2 separate regions of the Dromaius novaehollandiae genome follow, and region 2 is linked to region 1. A link is a contact called in public Hi-C data. All regions are on one chromosome and are shown on one strand. Each heading gives the region's core, a stretch centred on a gene start, on an enhancer-like site or on the middle of the called end of the contact. The rest is flanking DNA. Distances are from core to core; before and after follow the strand shown. Region 1 holds the start of ARMC9 (armadillo repeat containing 9). Region 2 overlaps PSMD1 (proteasome 26S subunit, non-ATPase 1).

Region 1 (7,407 bases), core at 2,488-4,987:
TTTGAGGAGCCTGCCGTAAATCCCCTTATATCAAGCACAAGCCCTGCTGGATCCTGCCTGGCTCAACACTGATCTCTCCCAAGCATCTCTGTGCCAGTTTAGCAGGACTCCAGGTGAGCTGGCACACAGAACAGACCAAAAGCACCTTAGTCAGAGGCTGGAAAACACACGCTGAAGGCATCCAAGCAGTTCTGTAAGCAGCTGACAGGAGTAAAGCAGGAGCCTGGCAGATCTGGCAGCTCCAGGCTACTTCAATGTCTCTTCATCATAAATGTATCACCTAAGATATCCCAGCCCTATGTAACGGAGATTTTGTTTTATGACCATTAGGAATGATACCTTCAAATATGGTACAGGGAGCTGGTCAAGATTCAACTTTCCCATTTTATCACAAATGTTTATCTCTCAACAAATGGCTTTGGCCCAAACTAAAAGCAAAAGAAGTGTTTTAAGAGTTTCCTACAGAATACAATTAAAGAGGTGAAAGTATCAGCATGCCGATATTTTCCAAATGAAATTGTTTCAGGACGTCCAAGATAAGGACACCTACAAATTTCATCTCTGTACTTCACAATACAAGGGCCTGCTTTCAACTAAAATGCAGACCGCTGCCCAAAGACTGGATCTGAATTCTGGGAATCCTTACCAAGAACCCCATCCTCATCCATGCCAAAGACAAATACATGAAGTAAAATAAACAAAAGCAATCTTAAGTTCAAACTATAAAATAAACTTACAGGTTTTCCCACAGAGTGTTTCAAGAGGTAGGTGGCAAAGTGTATGTGAAGATAGAACTCCAGCTTCTGAGCAACCGGCTCACTATCTCGAACTGAAGACGATATATGCTCCTTCCAAAGTCGGAAGAAAACTTTCTGCTCTCCATTTTGAAATGCCGTAAGCAGATCTTTCTGCAGAAGGGAAAAGCATTCAGTGAAAAAGTATTCAGTGAAAAAACAAACACAGAAGAGCTACATTTTCCAACAGTGGGTTAGTAAGTGAAGAATTCAAGTACCATCTGAAGACTTTCAATTAAAGTTTTATCCAAAATCTCTTACCATTCAAAGACCACCTAAATATTCTTTCTCTGCCTATTTTTACCCTCTTTCAGAGCCTGAATAAGCCATCAATGCAAGAAGCAAAGCCTAAATTTTCAGGCATGTCTAATGAGTTTTGCGGTCCATGATACTATAAGGAAAAAAGAGTGCCTACAGTGTCTGAAAAATTCAGCCTTTTCAAAGTATGGCAAGCTAAAAACCTAAAATAGTGTGAACCAAATCTACTCCCTCAGGTTCAAAAGGAGTGGAGTTCTGCATAAAAGCAAATGTGAATGTTCCTGCACTGAAGGACTGCTAGCAGCCTTCTCCAAATAATCAAGAATCATTTCAGAGACTTAAGATAATCTCAACTGCTGTAATAAAACAAAAGGTGGTTAGTGGCCTTTAACTGTTTTGAGTATTAGTTACCCAAAATAAGTGCCAATGATGCATTACCTGAATGGTCAAAGCTTTTGAATCTCTCAGGGAAACACCTGCTGATTTAGGTAGTGGCTTCCCTTTTATCTTACATTCCTTCACAAATATCTTCACTGTTTCTTCAAATTCAGCAAAATCCAAATACTACAAGAAAAACATAGGACAATAATCTTATAGATTAATAATGCTTCAAAGAGTGACCCATGAATCACCAGAGTCCTTTAAAGTTCCTTTGTTGCATGGTCTGTAAATGCCAAAGACTGCACAGGAATACAGTAAGAACTGGTGTCTCGTACAGTAAGAAGATCTTGCCTCTCAACTGAGTTCCCTCCCACATCCTAGACAGTAATACTGACAATAGAGCACACCCTCTCTGAAGGAAGGATGTCCCGATTTATCCAATAACTTCACTCAACCAAAGAAGAAAGAGAATTAGAATCTGTTAACGCAACATCTCAGTTGAAGAAACAAGCAAACGAATTCCTTGTAAATAATGTTCTCAGAAGGCAGAATTCTTAAGGAACACATAAACATCATCTCTAAAACAGTCAGACAGTTTCAACTCTAAGTCAGATTACTCATAATATCTGAAGCTGTCCAAGCAAGCCAAATTAACAACTAGCAAATCAAGCATTGTTCTTTTGAAAAAAGAGATAGACAGTCCTCTCTCTCTGTAACATTTACAGTTACTGTATTACATGCGATCTTTTCCCCCATCTCAGAAGTCTTAGTTATTGCTTGCTGAGGCAAGACATCACATTTGGTCTTGCAAACTTGATCTGTACGACCAATGTAGCCACAAAGAACCTGTACAGGAACTGTTTCCATCCTTCACTGTTAACATATCCATGATTAAGTACTTAGAACTCTTTTTAGATTTGTTTTCTTAGACGCACAAAAAGTTTTAGGTTTAGCAATGTTTTGCCATTTAGTGGACTCTTTAGACAGAGAGTAGCTGTCCAGTCTTTCAACAGACAGTATGTGGAAAGCTAGGTACAATAATGGTTTAATGGTAAATTAGCATTAGTGATTCCCCTCCACAGCATATGATTTTGGTGGGGGGGGGGGAAGGTTGTTGGTTTGCTGTTCACCTAAGGCCCTAAACCAGGCAATGAACACCGTGCTGATCAAAGGAACAAGGCAGCAACAAAGAGCAGACAGCTCACAGCTCGTGTTCTTGCTCCAAATCATACTGAGTAAATAAATCTCCCATTTTAGCCAGTTTATCTGGAAGTCAGGAGAACAGGCTACTAGAGAGATATCCACTCTTTAAAAGTTTGTCTCCCACTGTCTTTTTTATGGGATTATTTCCTACTTTAAAGTAACTTCTGATCCTACCTCTCATGGGCAGTACGGGTAGAGGAGTGCCCAGTTGGATGATCCTGCTTAGGCGTTAAACCATGCAGGTTAGTGGTCTCACAACTTCAGTATGGGCTTTATTAGCAAAAGCTCTAAGAGCCTCTGATTTTACACACCTGTGGAATGATGTAGCTTAGTAATGTCTAGAGGATCTCACAGGTATCACAGGTCAGAGCTGGGCCCTGCAGCTCTCCGTGGATCCAATCAAGTTACCTGTTCCTTTAACAAAGGCCTCGTTTACAAGGAACGACAGAAAATCCTAGTCTGATTCAGCGGCTGACTGTTGGCCTTCAATGGACATGGAGCACTTTGAATTCACAGAGCGTGACAGAAGTCAGTATGACGTCAAGGAGAAGCAAATATTTTGTCAGTTAAGTAACTAGAGAATTTAGATCACAGTCACAACACGTCATTCCTCAATGCAAGCACTATGAAAAAAAAAAGAAAAAAAGAACGAAAGAAGACCAACCTCTCTCACTAGTCCAAGCAATTCAGCCTCGTAAGCCAGGACATCGCCCATGGTTAGGAGTCGCTGCTCAGCCTCATCACTGAAAAACCTAGAGAGCGAGAAAGGCGCGGCGCGTCGGCCGGCAGCGCGCACAGCGCCGCACGCAGCCCCGCCGCGCCCGGCCCCGCAGCGCTCGCCCCTCCGAGCGCCGCAAGCGAGGAAGCCGCCTCCCGCCTGCCCGCTCCGAAGCAGCGCGGCGCCTCCCGCCGGCGCGGCCGTCTCCTACCTGGGCACCGGCCGCCCCCCGGCGCGGCCCCTCCGCGCCCAGCTCCGGCCCCGGCGCGGCGCGGCCTACCTGCCCCGCAGCCCCCGCCGGCTCCTCCCGTCGCCTTGGTAACCGCAGCTTCGCTCCCTGCTCCTCCCCAGGCCGCGCCCCCTCCCGCCGCACGTGATTCCTCCCAGCCAATCGCAGGCAGGGAATGGGGCCTCACACGACGAGCCCCGGCGGCCAGCGCGCCCTAGGCCCCGGCGGGCGGGGCTGCAGCTGCGGGGTGGGGGGGGCCGTGAGGGCCCCGGCTCCAACATGGCCGCGGGGGGCTGTTTTACTTAGCTGCACTTCACACGTGCACTGCTAACAAAATATACACCGCGTGCAAGGCCGGCCCTCGCATGCTGGTCTCTAGCAGCCGGAGTGGCGACGGCTTCTGGCCTGAATGCAAGCGTTGTGCTCGCTCCAAAGCCCCAATGCCCTGCCTTCGAGGAAGGCTCTACACTTCGGCAGCCAGAAGGTTTCTCTACCGCATATGTAGTTCCTTGTCAATAAAAGTTACTTCTCCCTCAAAAGCACACTGAAATTCCTAGAAAGCACCAGTAGAAAATGCTAGTCAATTCCTAAAAAAGAAAAATTCCTAGGAAGCATCCTGTAATTCCTAGAGTAGTCTGAATGCCTAGAAAGCATGTCAAAATGCCTGGAAAGCACCAGGAAGTTCCTGGGGAGCACAAGAAAATCCTAGAAAGCACTGAGGGATTCCTAAAAAGTACTGGAAAATTTATATTCTGGTTATTAAGTGGTATGTCACAGCTATTACTGTGACAACCGGCATTCACATTGGTGTTGTAGTTACTGTAAGCGTTATTAAATGGTTAATTAGGTAGGCAACCTAGCTGGTAACTGGAATGTCTTGTTTTGATGATTTGTATACAAAATATAGGCCTTTATGTTTGTAAAAGCTATGTTTATGCTTATATACACAAAACTTCTACATTTAGAATACAAAGTGTAGATATACCACTAGCTATACAGCAGAAGGTTTCTTCTGTTACACATACTTCTGTAGAGAGTTCACAATGTAAAACTTTATATATTTGAGTTTTACCATATTAGATTTAATCCATTATTTAGTCCATTCCAAGTGACGGGGACCCAACCAGCTCCCCTCAGGCTGGGATTCACTCCTGGCTGCAGCATGGGCTGTGCTGACAGGTGTCACCCTGCCGCCCGCGGGTGCAGATGCCCACGCAGGCACCCTGCAGGTGAAGAGCACAGCCACCGTCCCAGCCAGAAGGAAAGCACTGCCCAGGGGCCTTGGCCGTTTATAGAAATAGCTCACCACTGCTGGATTTGTAGTCATCTGGGCTCCTCCTTGCTCCAGCCAAATGAAGTTGATGGTATTTGCAATAACAGCTACAATATCCTCTGTGCTTCCTCTCTCCTGTTTAATTTTGGTGACAATCGGGCACTATCAATGGTGAAAAAGATTTTATCTGCTGACTTTCTTTCTGCATCTTCAAGATGACATACATCCAGCTGGCTTTCTCCTCTGAGCAGCCAAACCTGACTGACATTGTGTCCTGGGCTTGGACCTCCTGGTGCAAAGGTGGTGGGAAGGGGTTTGGGGTCTAGGCTCTGCTTTATTGGTCATATTTTTTCTTTGTTTTCTCCTGTTGTCTGCAGAAGTCACCTTCTAGCAAGCACACGTGGTTGGTGTGCAAACATCGCCTTGCATGGGCTTTGCTACAGTCCAAAGGTGCTTGAGCAGAGACAACATTTCCAGGAGATGCTGCCCTGGGATGAGCACTGATGCTTATCCCCCACTGGCCAGCATCTGGGGTAAGGTCTGAAGATGCAAAGGTTGTGCCTCAAGTCAGCTGTCCTCAGAGAAACTGGCAGAGTAGGGGCATCTCAGGTCAAGAGGACCAACCAGGCAGGTCAAAGCCCCAAGTAAGCCAACAGCCCCTTCCCAGCAAGCCTGACCACCCCCCGTCTCACACGATGTGTCCCGCCGTGCCATCGAGTTCCCTAGGAGATCCCTGCTGCCCCAGCTCCACCTACATCAGCAAGGACGACCTCCTGATCTACATCAGCTTGGGGGATAACCTCTGGGTTAATACTACTGCAACACCAGTGCAAAGGAGCAGGGGCTCAGATCCTCCAGGGCTCATCTTCAAAGCATCATAGAAGGAGGCTCCTTCATCTGACACGCAGGACATGGATGAGGAAATGGGTTCTGCACCCTGTTCGGCCATAGCTCCTTGGCCATGGGAGGAGATTCATTAATGCCTGGAGCACTGTATTTTGGGCTTTTCTTCAGGACTGACGTCACTGCCACTCCTGCCAGGGGAGCTGAGCGTTTCCATGGCTGGGCTGCCAACTGCCAGCTACAGGTCCCAGACTTGACTGTAACCTGTTGCTTGATTAAAAAAAACCCAGCTAGTTATTTTCTGTGCCCAAATGGAAGATTTTGCAGGAAACATCATCCTTTCCATTGCATTGCATTAAAAATAAAAACATCCAGGCAAGAGGGGAACATTTTCCAAAGCTTAAACATCCTGTTGTTTTCTTAGCCAAACTTCAGCTTTTAGTTGCCAAAAGATATTTTAGTTTGGGTTTTCAGTGAATGACTTTTGAAGGACAACAAATAAATTAAGAAGTTGTTTGAGTTTTTCATTGCTGACATGTTATTGTTGGTTGGGTTGGGTGACATGGTATAGTTGGTTGGTTGGAGCACGGACTGGCTCCAACTGGAACCAGCCAGGAGGGCAGACAGATTCGCTTGGACCAAGGTCCTGCACTTGGGCAGGGCGATTGCCTCAAGGTTCAAATGCCTGCTCACATACTGAGTTACACAGCAGAGCAGGGCAATGTTACCCCCAGGACCTTCTGCAAGGAAAGCTGGGGCAACGAAACCACAAAGCCTCTCTGCTTTTTCCAGCATCAGGCTCTCATAAAGCTGCTCTGTCTTTGTTGGATGGGGCTTGTTTAGATGCTGCCCAGCCATGAATTTCACTTATTCCCACCCATCCCATAAGCATGTAGTCAGCCCTGTGCCAGGCTATTTATATGCGCACCTTCTCCAATGATTTCCTGTAAGCAAAGTCCCTGACCAGAGAAATGGCCAGCCAAAAAAAAAAAAAAAAAAAAAAAAAAAAGAAAAGAAAAGAAAAGAAAAGAAAAAAAATTTTAAATCTTCCTTTCAGAAAAAACATTCACAGTACTGTTCTTGCCTTCACCACTTGGGAGGGACAAAAAAAAGTATGCAGCATCAGATGTGCTAGAAGGGAGAGAGAGCAGCTGCTTCATTGCCCTACCCCAGCTCCAGCGAGCGCACATGGAGGCTGGGCCACATCCAGCTGCCGCCTGGGCAGCCCAGCTGGCTGTGTCAGCTGCTGTGCGCACAGTGGCCTCTGCAGCAGTGCCCTTCTGCCCTGCAGCATCAGCCCTCTGTGTCCCTTGCTTGGGCACAGGGGATGCAGCTTTCTCAAACCTCTGCAAAACTCTCGTGCCATGGCCACCACCCTGGCGTGGGCTGGTTGGGGAGGAGGACTCCTCCAGCACTCACGCTACTCTGCCATCCTGGGGGATCAGCCTGACCTGCTTCTCCAGCTAGTAGCAGAGATCCCCCTCAGGAGGGTGCTGCGTGGTCACCTAAGGCAGCGATGGAAGCTGACAACCAAGAGAGACTAGCTGGGCCACGAAGTTGCCTGCTGAAAGCATAGGAAAAACTTGCTGTGCCCCAGTGGATACATTGAGGGTTTGGGGATGAGGAGGTAGAGCCTCAGCAAATCCCCCTTTCTCACCCCTTTTGCATGCAGCTACCACCTCCAGGAATTAAGCCCAGTTTCAGATGG
Region 2 (7,407 bases), core at 3,038-5,537, 73 kb after region 1:
GAAGACGACAAAGATGAAATGGACTGGAGGGTAAACAAAACCCTTTTAATCTTTTCTACGGAAGAATTAACAAGCAGGTATGTTATGCTAAATTCCTCTCCTTCACAGTTAATACACTGAGAAAGTCACTGGTACAGATCACATTAAAACAACTGTTAGGCTCGTACTCAATTACCCAGAAAAGCTGCCATCTGCCTTCTGCATAGACGTAGGCTATATAAGTTAAAGAAAACAAACTGCCCAAGTCCTACTGAAATAAAATCCAGAACTTTCGTTTGCTTTAAAACAAATATATATATATCATTAAAATACCACAGGCTATGTAAACACAAAGAATACAAAAGCAGGAAACATTACTATTTTGCTTGCATTATCCTAAAAGGATAAACTGAACATAAGCCATTCACAGTTCTCCACCTATGGGTAGCGTACACTTAGCAGCCAAGACTAAATCTTCCTTTTGGGATGCTCTAGAGGCTGCATTATTCCCTCTCTTGCCCCAATCCCTTTCCCAGCCATGCCACACAAGGGCAACGGCAGCATCCCACAATCCCTGTGCCTTAAGGAACTTTTTGCAACGCCCAGAGAAGCAATAAGGTCCTGCTGTCTTATCTCCCTGGACTTACAACTGCGATCGGAGTGGTTAAACCTTTACTTTGTGCTTTCAAGCACTGCTGCAACCCATGTTGAAGCCTTCTCCCTAAGCAGATTTGTTATAATCTTTAAAATTTCTACCTCATTTCCTGTATCAACTAAAAGTGTTTAGAAACACTGCAGCATTGCTCTTACTCTGCAAGACAAAGGTCAATTCATGATGTAAAGTTATAAAATATAAGATAAAAAAAAACTTTCCATTTTGAAAAGCTAAAACACTTCAAATTTAACATGTTTTCCACTCCGTCATAACCCTCTTTAAAACGCAAAGGGGGGAGGAGGGAGGGAAGAAAAAGAAAGGCTGACCAGAAATCACAAGCATCTTAAACACTGTTTTCCAACAGCCATGATAAATATTTTAGAAACCACTTTAGCAGAAAGAAGGACTAATACATAAACACCAGTAATAAGGTAATATTTGTAGTCTATGATCATTGGCAATAAATAGTAGCAAGACTGGGAGAACAGAGAGATATGTTACAGTATCCAAGTATATACACCACTTTTCTTCTTGCTATTTAACCATACAGCTTTTTGTACAGCCCTGTTACCCACACCCCAATCTCCAAATATCTCAAGCTTTATTCACGCCTCTGTACCATTTTACAATAATATTTTACTTTAAAAGTGTCTCCTGTAAGATGCAGTCATTTTTTAAAAAGAAATGATGTAAAAAGTCTCAGTTTTTTTTATGCCATACTACTGTTTCGCTAGCTGTGCGGAGAGAGAAAGGAGGAGGCAGTTTCGAAACAATTCTCTTGCACCACAGCATTTTCTGACAATTTAATACCATGGCATGAAACTGTTGAGTCAAAAAATACATAACTAATGCCTAATTTTTGTAGGATAGTAAGCTGAAGGGGGTAAAAAGCCATGCTAAGTCCTGTAGCCAATAGCTCTGGTTTTGATCCCAGTCTGCAGACTGGGTGGACTACTTCTAAACAGGCAGCAAAAACAGAATTCAGAACAGTAGCACTGCTGTCAGTAAAGGTCAATTGGTACATGTCCCACCAGACAGCTCTTTATGGAGCTCACAAATTGAAAAAGGTTGAAATCTCCAAGTTACCTTTGTGCTAACTGCTTACTCTGCAGCCCGAGCAGCGTGGTGGCTGCTGCTTTGCCCCTAGCCCAACCTGCCTGCAGACGTTCACACAAGTGGGCATCCGGCAGCAAGGCGAGGAACTGCTGCAGCAGCATTAGCCCCAGCTTCCCTAATCCCTGCACAACTCTTGCACCCTCGATGATGTTTTGAGCAAAGCAAACACAGGATCTAGTGGTGTTCCTTGCATGGCTTACCCCCAAAGCAGCATGGGATTCACTGAGCAAACACAGCAAGCGATCCTGCTGCAGAAGTGAGAATTTCACTGACTTTTCACCTTTGCTCCACGCAACAAAGAACAGCTTTGGAAAGGAACGCAGGAAGGAAACTCCTGAACACTGCTGAAAGAGCAATTTAACATTTTTAAAGTGATCTGAGAAGAAGATAGAAGGCATTGCACAGAACAAAAAAAAAAAAAAAAGAAAAAGAAAAAAGAGAAAAGAAACATGCTGCTACTAATTTAAAGAGAACCATAACTACAGATTGCTTTCACATTCTATGTTTTTGGGGGTTGTTTTTTTTTTAACCACTTTGCAGATAAAAGAAAACAGATACATGCAGATAGATGTATGTTAAGGACAGCAGAGAATGTTGCAATGAATAGCTTGACACCTTTCATAACACACTAGAAAATTTAATCTTGCAATTCTCAGGCAAAACTTAATAACCTACACTAGAATGTCCCTTCTAAAAAGGCATCCAAACCTTCATTCACAAGTTTTCAACAATGCAGCAGCCATACACATTCTTTCACAGACTTCTTCAATAAATAGTAAGTGCAAAAAATTCTAAAACATGGTCTGTGCTTAAAAAAAAAGGTCAATCTCCAAGTTACAGTCTTAAAGTTGGCTCTTTAAATCTCATATGTCAGCTTTCATTACATTACGTTCTATCATGTTTTATTCTGATATTGTGCTGCTTCCATTAACTCTTGCCATAAGGGCCAAGCTGTGCTCTGGAATGGATACAGGGCTTCATGCCTGTGCTGGCAAGGTACATTCACTAGGTAAACAGGGACAGTACAGCCTTACAAAATGGTCTGTTAGGCAGACACTGAATTACCTAAAAAAAGCAGGCTGTGAGAAGCTCAAGACACTTTTAGTTGAAATCCAAGAGGAAGAATGTTTATTCACAAAGAGCTGCAACAAACAGAAAACAAGCTAGGGATTTAGGAGACAAAGTAAATTTGTGGGCTCCAGCTCTGCCACATTCACCAGTGGTGGTTTAAGGGAATTACCACTCTCAGACTGGGTCAGCTCCACCCATATCTGGATTTTACTATTCCTACAGGAGGAACAGGCAGAAGCCAATGCCTGTGCATGCCCCTGCTGCTGTAGTGCGCAGCTCAGCAGAGGAACTTGCACCCCCAGTACATTCGGTCCTCCAGTAACGGCACGAATCCTCTAGGAAAAACACAGATTACATTAAATGAATTTATTCTCCTATTTTAATCCCAACTTCACAGTTCCCTTTCTGGAACCAAATACGAAGAATTCAATTTGACCTCTTCTTACGGAAGCTTCAATCATGTTTTTGCACCTAAGATGAGCTGTATTTTATCCAGTATAGGGCTTAGCCCACTGTGTTACAGATCTACTCACCTCCCATTGCAAAATACTCCATTCAAGAGCACTATATACCCAGCACCTGACTCTTGCCAGTATCTGATAGTCTATTTATGATTTTTAGAGCTAATAAATCCAATTAGCCTTCAGCAAATGACACTCCTAAGAAACAGATGTTATTTCACTCATTGACTCTCACAAACTTAAATGATGCCCCCTGCTCTTTATGCTTCTGCCAGCCTGCAATGTTGAAATGGGCCCCAGCACACAATTAACGCTAAGTAGCAGGTTCCAGCAAAGGGAAAAGGTAATGTGAAACCACCCTTTAGATCCCTACAGCGAAAAACAAAGTTTCTTTCCAGGCACTGAAAGAACCCTTTTGGTTTATAACCAGAGAGAAGAATGCAGGCAGTAGAGGTGGGTATCTCTAGGCAGAAAATCTCTTCCATCATTGCATGTGATTGCTGGGGCCTGGACGAGACAAACTGAAGGTTCCCTCCAAAAGCTACGTCCTAAAGCAAAATAGCTGATAACATACTTTATAAAAAACTACCAAGTGAAAAAGCTTAGCAATCAAAATGCAAAGCAGAAACCTGCAACGGAAGATACAAAAAAAAAAAAGTGAGCAAGAGAGAGAACCTGAAGATGATGATCAGTATTTAGTACTCCAGAGAGATACCAGCACACAGTAACTGGTCTAGCACAGAGCTCTGAAAGCTTCTCATTTTGGTAGGAAGTTATCAATGTCCAATTATGCTTCACATTTCTTGAGAAGAAAAATGACATTGAAATTGGAGATCAAAAGTGCTTTGTCGCAACCTGTTTGGAAAAAAGATCCCTGAAACTATGGACGGCCTGTGTGGAATTTTCCTTCTGTACACAGACACAGAAGCCAGTTAAACAGACTCTCTGCTTTCAGGAGAGGGACAGATCGCTGTGTAGCAAGGAACGATCTGTGCTCCTGAAAGCAACGGAGCAGAAGCTCTTGGGAGACGCCTGCTGCCCACAGAGGGAACGTGTTTCATTTGTAAACCATGTTAAATTGCAGTCAAAATATGCTTCAGATAAAACAGAATGGAGCAGAGTAATTTCCAAACAAGAAGCAACTTGGTTAATGATAACTTGACTGGAAGTGTCAGTAACCCAGTTTTTGGATTAGCAGTTTGAAGCACCTTTTACTGGCCTGCTTTTCAGGATGAATCATTAAAAGACTGCCACCAACTCAAAGAAGATGCAAACAAAGATCTTAAAGACTATCCATTTAAAATTACAGTCCTGGACTTTGGACCAAGTATGCACTGCCTCCTCTCAGACACACTCAAAGGCTGCTGCTTGGCTCAGTGCTCAGACTACACACACGGATTCCTATATTAACAGAGGAAGGCAAGGATTAGACCTTGGTGAGCCTTCTAACTCCCCAGTCATACAAAAAAAAGCAAAAAAAACCCCAACAAAACAACAAAAAATCCACACTCTTACCCAGGGAACTGCAGAACATACCTTCAAAATACCATTGACAGATAGAGAATGGCATTCACTTAACAGAAGCAGGAAAAACAGCACCACTAGCTGTAGAACACACGCAAGCTCAGTAACCTCTCAGGGCTTAACAATGGATACTTAAAAAAATGAACTAAAAAGTAAAGATTATTTCAACATCTTCCTTCGAGTTAGTCTTAGAGAAGTCACAGCCTGCAGGTACATTTTAGAGAGCAAGTAGGCAGACATATTTGTCTAAGTAGTGCTGCCTTTAGGAGGCCTGGCACAAGCATTGCATATTTAATTTTTAATTAACCCTCGATCCTTCAAATATCAATTTTTCATTCTATTTGTAAAGTTTATCTAAGTCTATTCAGACAATTAAACCATACGTCTGGAAACCTACAGAAAGGCTCATTAAGCATGCTGAACACTTAAGAAGTCACAACTGACTTAAAAACAAAACAAAAAAACCCCAGTATCTTAATAAACACGTAATAAACAAAATGGCACTGAACAACAAAAGAATCACTCTCCTGTGATAAGGCATCCAACTCCCTTCAGGCTATGAATGGTGCATACGCTGTTTCCGCAAAAACACCCAGAAGCAGTTAACAGGTCTAGAGAAATTTAGTTTTCCCTGATGTGCTGTTTCTTAGAGTTAAGGGGACTTCTCTCTCACATGCATAAGGATACTATGAAGTTCAAGTAACACCCAGTCTGGCAGCTCTAAGATATCCCTTCTTCCCTATGAAATATCAACGGTTAAAAAGCATTTAAGTGAGTTTCCAAGGAATACACTGAACAAGTAAGTAAAGTGCGAGTTGCTGGGGTAGCTGCTGGGAGGAGGTGGCAAGGGAAAGCAGCAGTGAGACTTTAAAAAAGCAACACCATAATGAGATGAGACAGCAATATGACTCCTGGCAGCAACAGACTCTTCTAGCTCCTGCTTTCTACAGCTTTGTCTGGCAGCAGTCATTTCTCTACCACTCTATCCCATAGCACTTTCCATGCTCTCCCACAGACCGCTCAGCAGAGCATTCCCCAGTTTTGGAACCATTTGTTCAGTTCACACACTTCAAAAAGTAAAGTTAAAGCTATTAAAGAAACTAAAGAAACTATACAAAAAAGTTACATTACTGCATGATGTACATCCAAGAGATCTGTGAGGTTTTTTTTTTTTCCTTTTCATGTGAAATTTTATTCTGTCACTATTTTTATGCTGGAAGGTTGCATTTCTACTACTCATGGTACAAGCCTACATGCATTGTTTTTGAAACAGAATCTCTTTCTCTGTGCTTATCCCAGCAACAAACCAATGCCCCATCTGCTCCATAGTCGCACAAGTAGGGCTTACCAGCGAAACCAAGCCCAAAGCTTCTAATTCTGAACCATGTTTTAGTCTCTCTGGTTTTTGACTTTTCAACCTCCATTTAGTTAGCAATCAAGTCAGGTAACGACAGCAATAGCATGCACATTTCCTAGAAATATGAGAGACATCAAACTGAAGGCTGTAAAAGTGACAGAGGAAGATACTGTACCTGAACAGAATGAAACCAAGTGACTCAACAGCTGCCCGCCTCACGTCATCATTCACATCACTCACCTACAAAGGAGAAAGTGGGACATTCAGAGTACAGCTGAAACACCTGACTCTGCAACATTTTCAGCAAGGTGTCCAGGAACACAAATTAATCAGGAAGACAAGATTATGGAGAAAGGAAACTAAAGGTCATGTTCAACCTTAGCTGAAACAGACCAACTCGCATTCAAATACTGTGACTGCAAGCCTACCAAAGAGCAGAAAAATGCCATCTTTTACAGCTTATGTTGATTTCCTTCCAGCCTGTTATTATGCAGGTTATACATTGCAAACCCATTATTAATTTTATTGATTTACTAGTACCAATTTTTAACAATTTTCTTCTTCGTGATACCAGGGTAAACATTCTCTTGCTGAAAGTCTATTTATCTTAATGTCAGCAGAGCCTGTTATTTCTACTCATAGTTTTAAGGAAAGCTCTCATCTCTTTACAACCTCTGCTTTGGACCAGAACACTAACAGTGAACACACAAAGCCCGTCAAAGTGATGTGCTGACTCTCTCTCACCACAAACTTCTTGCTACATGCTCCTGAAGCCCACAGTACTTACAGCCACATGTAGCAGACGTCTGATAGCCTTGTTGTTCCCTGAGCCACAGTATGCCATAGCAACAGTGTACATGCCTGAACGACGGAGAATTGGATCCTGGAAGAGAAAGCATCAAGCACCAATATTTAATCTTTATCCACAACATGATTCAGTAATTCCAACTTCGAATCTGTTTCGCTTTTGAGCTTGGAAGCTGCGATTAGGCAGTCTCAATGCTCTGTTGTTTCCTCGTGATTCTTAGGGACAAGTAACAGGACAATCACCAAAGCAGGGATGTTATCTGGTAATTTCAGGTGGACAGGAAGTCGCTATGCCCTAGGCTGCCGACAAGATTATCAGGCAGAAATGCCACTCAGTGTTTCTTGATCAGTGTCTTCTATTGACTGCCATTAGATCCTTGAGAATGATCCAGCTAAAGTGAGCTTCATCTGTTTTTAACCACTACACCCTGTTCTGC

Evidence for each region. A called contact is a pair of places that touch in the nucleus more often than the background predicts.
Region 2: a Hi-C map of ovary shows a contact between it and region 1, with 4 times the contacts expected there. The contact joins the enhancer-like site here to the promoter of ARMC9 in region 1. A contact is called at or near these places in 3 of 4 Hi-C or Micro-C datasets (brain, liver and ovary).

Annotation. Positions count from the first base shown.
Region 1 is chr9:12,914,840-12,922,246 of bDroNov1.hap1, forward strand. ARMC9 (armadillo repeat containing 9) reads right to left here and starts at 3,738. Exons shown (of 25, transcript XM_064516750.1): 1 at 3,635-3,738; 2 at 3,301-3,388; 3 at 1,491-1,616; 4 at 738-908. The coding sequence starts at 3,351.
Region 2 is chr9:12,986,929-12,994,335 of bDroNov1.hap1, forward strand. PSMD1 (proteasome 26S subunit, non-ATPase 1) reads right to left here. Exons shown (of 25, transcript XM_064516751.1): 15 at 6,951-7,046; 16 at 6,339-6,403. Among named protein-coding and RNA genes, the nearest start is that of PSMD1, 20 kb to the right of the region's middle. Within about 2 kb of position 4,288, at least 1 of the 2 cell types and tissues checked has open chromatin away from gene starts, as enhancers often do.